2 separate regions of the Oryzias latipes genome follow, and region 1 is linked to region 2. Evidence: chromatin contacts called from public Hi-C data. All regions are on one chromosome and are shown on one strand. The core of a region is the stretch at or near the end of the contact, and the rest is flanking DNA. Distances in the headings are between cores, read along the strand shown.

Region 1 (3,547 bases), core at 884-3,383, 74 kb after region 2:
TTAAACACATAACTTTTGGAGCCGGTTTAGCTTGTGCTGGTTTGCGGCGCCTTCTGTCCGTGAAACCAGGGTTCGAATCCGGGCTGCTCCCTGTTCACTTCTCTGCCTCTGTGCCGGTCCCAAGCCTGGTTGCTTTGAGAAAGTTGCGTCAGGAAGGGCATCCGGCGTAAAACATTGCCAAGTTTACCATGCGACTTGTTCGCTGTGGCGATCCCTGATGGGAAAAGCCGGAAGAGGGAGAGAGATTTAAACACATAACTTTTAATTAATAAAACTAGGATTGTGATAGTGGTCCAAAATTCGTCCAGAGCTATACTTAAGGACCAACTGCGATGAAAATTGGTATTAGGTTGTTGAAAAACCTGTTGACTGTTCCCTTTTATATATTTTAAATTACCAAAATAAAAGCACTTTGAATTTGCTTGGGTAAAAGCAACTTATATATATGGTTAACATTGTGATCATTAAGTAAACTGAATTTTACAATTTTATTGTAATGACGGACATATTGATATTCGTTTTTTTCTTAAGTCATATTTAAAAAAAAATAGAAAAGAAAATGTGTTCCGGTATGATATCGGGATTGGTATCGCATCGTGGGACGTGTATTGGCATACGCATTTTTTTCTTGTTTTAAAAATGATCACTTTTAGGTCTAAAGGAGACAGGGGACCTTTGGGGGGGGCCGTGGATCCAATTACTCCTGGAGACCCAGAAATAATTTGTTGCGCCTCTGAGCTGCGCTGCACTCATACTTATCAGCTATATCGACAAACTGCTCAGCCTTTTGCTTTGATTACCCCCCACCCACCCACCCACCCACCACCGTAAAAACCGAAAGCCCCCACCCCTCAAGCAAAAAAAGAAGGGGAAAAAGGGAGACAGATGTGTGCAGAGTGGAGCAGTGCTCGCAGCGGCGGGGCTTAATTACCCGTCGATCCTCTCGGGTGAGTCTGGATGCAGTTTGTGGTTAATTGCCAATGAAAACCGCCGATCATACTTAACGCGCGCGCGGCCCCCGCGCGGAAATGCGCATCGATTTCCCCCGCCCTCTTTTTGGCACGCAGGCGAGCGGCCTTAAATCGATCCGGGATGGATTGATTTGACGGTTTGTGGTGTCAGGGGTCCGGCGCGCCTTCCTGCCCTAGTCCTATGTAAAGGAAGTTGATATGAAAGCGGTTTTAAAGAAGAGGAGCCTTTTTTGTTGTTTTAATCCAATTATTTAAAGTGAACTTTAACTCTTGTTTACTTCTCCATAAACCTTTCTGTTTACATTCCGTTTATGCCCCGTGCGCATGTTAGAAGTTTGTCGTTATTTGGAAAATGGGGTGTGTTAGAAAAATTAAACTCAGTTCAGTTTGTTTCTGTGCTCAAAACGTTTAATAAAATCATAATTCATATCTTTCCCTTTGGTTTTTGGGTGAATGTGTGCGTTATAGGAGTTCAAAAACAGAAGTTCACAACATTTCTAAAAGTTTTTTCAAGTGTATCCTTGCACTCTGTGTAATGGTTTGAAGAAGACGCTGACAGTCCTCCAGAAAGCTGCAAATTGTGCATATTAAGTCTAAAAGATTACAAGATTAGTTTTAAAATGTACGTAAAGTGACTTTTAGAATTTAAGAACAATAACTAACTTCATTTGAGCGGTGAAGCCAATTTTTTGGAGTTATTTCAGATTATTGTGTCCTGCAAAACTAGATTTAACCTTAACCATCAGTCTGGATCGTGACCCCCGGATGAAAAACCTGGAAGCGCCTCTTTCTGGAACTCGACGTGCGCACAGAGTCCTCACATTTCACAAAAGTCTTCCAAGCAAACATTTTTTCTCTCAGAAACTCCCGCAGATCTCGTCTTACCGCCGTGCAGTTGCGCTCCCTCGGTCACTAGAGGGGGGGGATCTGCCGCACCTGTTCTGCCTGTCCCACCCGCACCCCCCATTTCGGCTCCGCTCGGTTGTTTTCGGAGCGGAGGCTGCTCTGCGGGAGGATGCAACTTCGGAGCTGGGATCTCCTCTCATTGGTCTGATACACCTCAGTGTGGGAGGGTACGTACAGGAGGAGGGGCTCTGCGCTGAGGGCTGGCGCGATGATGGGGAGGGGGGACACTGTATTTATAAGTGCCCGCCTCCCGGAGGCTCGTTGACACTGTGTGGTTTTAACTGTGAAGCTCAGAGGAATCAGGAACAAAGGCTCAAATCAAGTGGAGTTTTGCATCTTTGAGCCACATTCCCCAAACATCCAGTCAGTGAGGTTAGCGGCGCGCGGACAGAGGTGCGAGGGCCACGTGCGGAACCGAATTTGCAGAAGTCCTGCAAATTAAGAGGAAAACTCCTGCAGAACCCAGCGCACCTTTTGGATTTGTTACTTTTTTGGCACACTTTTACGCACGCGTGTGCCGCGCTCTGTGACAGCGCGAGAAACTTTGCTTGTGCAGAGACCTCACCATGCTTTTTTAAAGTGTTGGATGCTTGGGGAAAAAAAAAGTCGAACCGAGGACTGTAAATCAGAAGGAGGCGAATTCGCGCAGAGGTGAAGCGAGGACAGATAGGCTGCTTTCTCGCGTTTCAGCCGCTTCGGGGGCGTCCATCTGACCGGGGATAAGTTGTCAACAAGAGCGGCGAGCGGAGGCGCGCTGGCAGGTGTACAAGTTCATTTACATGCATACGTCCTATCACGCCACTAAATATAGAAGTTGTCCGAGCAGCCTTAACTTTCTCCTCCCACCCGCGGCCCTGCAGCAGCTCCACGCACCGGGCGTGTGCGTGTGCCTATATATACACCACACAGGCTGGTTTTCCTTCTCGCAATCTGTATTCGAGAGGTCTGCCCGCGGTCGGTTTGGCTGTGAGGGCGGGAGTCGTCGCATGGACTGACATGGCCACCGACCTTGCCATGAGCGCAGAGCTGCCCAACAGCCCGCTGGCCATCGAGTACGTCAACGACTTCGACTTAATGAAGTTCGAGGTGAAGAAGGAGCCGCCGGAGGCCGACCGCTACTGTCACCGCCTCCCGTCCGGCTCCCTGTCCTCCACACCGATCAGCACCCCTTGCTCGTCCGTGCCTTCCTCGCCCAGCTTCTGCGCCCCGAGTCCCGGTACGCAGCCCGGCCAGGGCCTGGGCGCAGGTGGAAGCGTGAACAGCAGCGGCAACAGCAACAACAGCAGCGGCACCAACAATCACAGCGGTGCGGCCAAGCCCCAGCTGGAGGACTTGTACTGGATCCCGAGTTACCAGCACCACATCAATCCAGAGGCGCTCAACTTGACGCCCGAGGACGCGGTGGAAGCCCTGATCGGCAACGCGCACCACCACCACCACCACCAGGCCTACGAGGGCTTCCGCGGGCAGCAATACATGGGGGAGGACCTGTCCGCGGCCTCCGCCGCGCACCACCACCAGCCCCACCACCACCATCACCACCACCACCACGGCCACCATGTCCGCCTGGAGGATCGCTTCTCAGACGAGCAGCTGGTCAGCATGACAGTGCGCGAGCTGAACCGGCAGTTGCGCGGCTTCAGCAAGGAGGAGGTGATCCGCCTGAAGCA
Region 2 (3,444 bases), core at 255-2,754:
ATTGTAGAACACAAAGCTGACTGCATCCTGGATTTTCCCTATTGCGGGTTAATTTTAGAGCATAACTCCTGCAATAAACGAGGGACCAATGTTTCCTGAACTGAAAAAGTTGTAGTTTTCCTTATTAAGTGCAAGAAACAGTAATAAAAGAAATATTTATAGCCAGTAAGATAAAAAATATCAGAAATCTCCTCCATTCTTAAAAAAATCGAACTTTGTTGCCATCTTTAAAAAAATAGTTCAATAAATGCTTAGGATTTTGAAAGAATCTATTGATTCTTATTCTACTGATTAGAGGAAACCAAAGAATGCTTTTATTGCAGCTTAAACCTGACAGACATACACATTCAGCTTTAAATTGCTTCTTTCTTCCCAAGCTGCTCCCTTAGTGGTTCAAATCTGCATCAAACACACGTGATCATCTGGTGATAATGAGCTAAATCTATGTCTGATCAGTTCAACTTGCTATAGAAGTAACACAACTTTAGTTTCTAATGTTTTTCTGCAAGTTATGTTTGATAAATGACCCTACACACACACACAGACACACACACACACACTCTGCTTGCTCCTCCATGCACATCCCTTTGGAGGAGATAACTGCACCTCTGGGTGACTGCAGCTGCTACCTGGTGTGTCCAGCAGAGGGCGGCAGACCACATCTCCTGCTAAAGTGACGGCATCCTGCTTGCTGTCACGGGACAGGCATTCAGACTGAGTGGAGGAGCAAAGGGAGTGGGGGGGTGGGGTGGAGGTGGGGGTTAATTGATTGCCCAATTCAGCCATGATGGTGAACAAGTGCAGATAGCGGGTAATTTGCAGAGGTGGAGGCAGGCGGCGGTGCCGCTATCATGCCCTGGCACCGCTCTCCCTCCAGCAGATAAAAGGAGCTAATGCATAATTATCCGTTTGCAAATTGGATTGTTTTAACGAACTGTAGAATATAGGCCTAACCTGATGGAAAGCAATCACTGTTTTACAGCCACTGCCCCCCTCTCGCTTCCCTGTTCGTGCCCCACCAACCCCTGCGGTCATTCTGTGTACCCCGCACTCGTCGTGCCCATCCCAGCGTAATCTCCCGCTCTTGACGAAGTCAGAAGACATTAGAAAAGCCATCACTATTAACATTAGGCTTAATTCCTCCCTGTAGTTCGCTGTCTCCTCCGAGCTGCAGTCGGACGGAAACCTCCCCTGTCCTCATCTCCGCCACCTTTCCTCCCCACGCTTTACTCCACAGAAACAGGCGCCCCTAATTAAAGACGGGCGTTCAGCGGCAGGAAAAGGTGGAAGGGGGCGGAGGAAGATGGAGTGAGGAGAGCTCCTCTCAGCCGTCTGTGCCTCTGATAAGAGCTGCTAATAAAGAGCAAATTGAATTACTAATGATGGGAAGCAGAGTCCCTATAGATGAGCCCGTTAAAAAACACAACCTTATGACCACTCTCACATGCATGATAATACACTTGCAAACAATGGTTCTTAATTTCCTCTCCAATGGCCAGTTTGTGCCCCCCTGCCTACATCAGGCAGGATGGAGTGAAGGGGGATGGTGGGGATGGGTCCTCCTCTGAGGTGCTGCTTATCTGTGGTTTAATTTAAAGAGGGCATAAACCTCAGTAAGCAGTTAAGACTGTAATAAATCCTGCGGTGTGTGCGTCTCCGTATGTATTTCTGTACATTTAGGTTGTAAAAGTTTGCGAAATCGACTCGATTATAGGTTTCTGATCGTGTTGATAACCTCAAAGTTGAAGCGGTTTCAAAGAATATTTAAGTAGGAACATTTTTTCAAGAGGAAATAACAAACACAAATACTGTCAGTTTTAGAAGAGGCATGCAATTTCGCCCGCGATATTCGCCGACGTTTAACGCCTCGTGACTAAACAAAGGGCACCAATGTGAGTGTGCACACCGACGCGAAAAAACGCCACGCGTCAAAGCGTCACTTTTTAAAAAAGGCCTCGGGTTCGTTTTTTTGGTTTGATGCGTCGCGTCAAAAACTATACGACCAATGAGAACGGCGCTTTTGCACACGTGTCTGGAGCTTCTGAAGTTACAGTAAAACACAACTTGGGGGGGCTCAAACATCAAACTGCCTTGCTGAGCACACATACCAGCGAAGAAGGTAGACGCCAAGTAGCGTCTACACAGCTGCGAAGAAATAATGACGGACATTCTAAAATATCCCCGAACCAAGCACCAGTTGGAGCTACTGGTGCTTGAAGTATTCATGTTTTCTTTGTATGATTCTGGCAAGCACGTAAATACTTGCTCTCTTCTTCTGAGTAAAAAAGCGACTTTAAGAATCGTAAAGTTGTGCAGCGCCACCTTGTGTACAGGAGTATTTCTGTTTTACATTAAGTGCCATCTAATGTCAGGGAATGAAATTGCATGTTCACTCGGCTCATCGTCAGCGAAAATCGCCTGGGTGTGAACACAAAAAACGTGGCGAAAAACGCTGGCGAATAACGCCTGGCGAATATTCGTCCCGGTGTGTACGGGCCTTAACTGTTCTTGCTCCCCTGCCTTATTTTTTAAATGTTCTTGATTATCCACAGTTTTTTCCATGATATTTTTTCTTTATTTCAAAATAGTCAAGTGTTAAACTAACCAATCAGATGCCTGAATAAAAGTGTGTGGTCTCACATTTGAAATGTTTGATTGACAGATTCTCCAGAGCTCGTTTTTAGTGGGGTGGACTTCTGACAAGCTCACTCCTGATTGGTGAGAGTTGTTGCCATAGAAATGTTGGCTAATTTCTGCTTACTGACCTCGTCTGGCTCCAACATGGTGGCGTCCATAAAGTGAAAAAACGGCGACTGAACGGACTTCATTTTGCTGAAGGCGGAAGTTTGTCATTTTCTGTTGGTGACATCACACTCACTCGCTCCAGGTCTCATATACAGTCAAGGATTTAACCCTAGAGCATCCAAGCCGTTATTTTGTCCATAAATCACACAGGCTGTTCAGAAGAGAGGCATTTCCTCACAGAATGGTACAATTCTGAAATGTATCAAACTGAATCAACAAGTTTTATTTAACGTGTCTGCTCGGATCTAGCTTCTCCTTTTCAGCTTCGTGCCGAGATCCTTCATCTTATATAACAGCAAATGCGTGGGTGTAGCAGCCTATACATTTTTCAGGCTTCGTTACATCTGCAGCTGCTGAGTCCTCCTTTTTTTTCCTTCCTAGCTTGGCCAGACACACATTGTTTATTTCTGCTTGTTTATTTGCATCACTCTCTGGTTCACACTTGCTCCAGTTTCTCCCACTTTTCCTTCACACTGAGGCCACATGTCCTGTAGACTGGTATGTGTGTCTTACCGCCCCACATTTACACCCGCGCACCGCCTCACACACACAGCTTGCTTGGTGCACGCTGTGGGACTCGTGTGTCTGTGAGCTGATCTTTCTCCCAACTTTTGACTGCTCAAATTGTTTTAGGAGCTT

Evidence for each region. A called contact is a pair of places that touch in the nucleus more often than the background predicts.
Region 1: a Hi-C map of gastrula embryo shows a contact between it and region 2, with 2.1 times the contacts expected there. The contact joins the promoter of mafa here to the enhancer-like site in region 2. A contact is called at or near these places in 3 of 5 Hi-C or Micro-C datasets (embryo and gastrula embryo).

Annotation. Positions count from the first base shown.
Region 1 is chr4:22,044,023-22,047,569 of ASM223467v1, forward strand. mafa (transcription factor MafA) reads left to right here and starts at 2,134. Exons shown (of 1, transcript XM_011474275.3): 1 at 2,134-3,547. The coding sequence starts at 2,874.
Region 2 is chr4:21,970,912-21,974,355 of ASM223467v1, forward strand. All of the region lies in intron 3 of zc3h3 (zinc finger CCCH domain-containing protein 3), which reads left to right. Among protein-coding and RNA genes, the nearest start is that of zc3h3, 6.1 kb to the left of the region's middle. Within about 2 kb of position 1,505, at least 1 of the 8 cell types and tissues checked has an H3K27ac peak or open chromatin away from gene starts, as enhancers often do. A contact at or near this core is called in gastrula embryo, where this site is marked.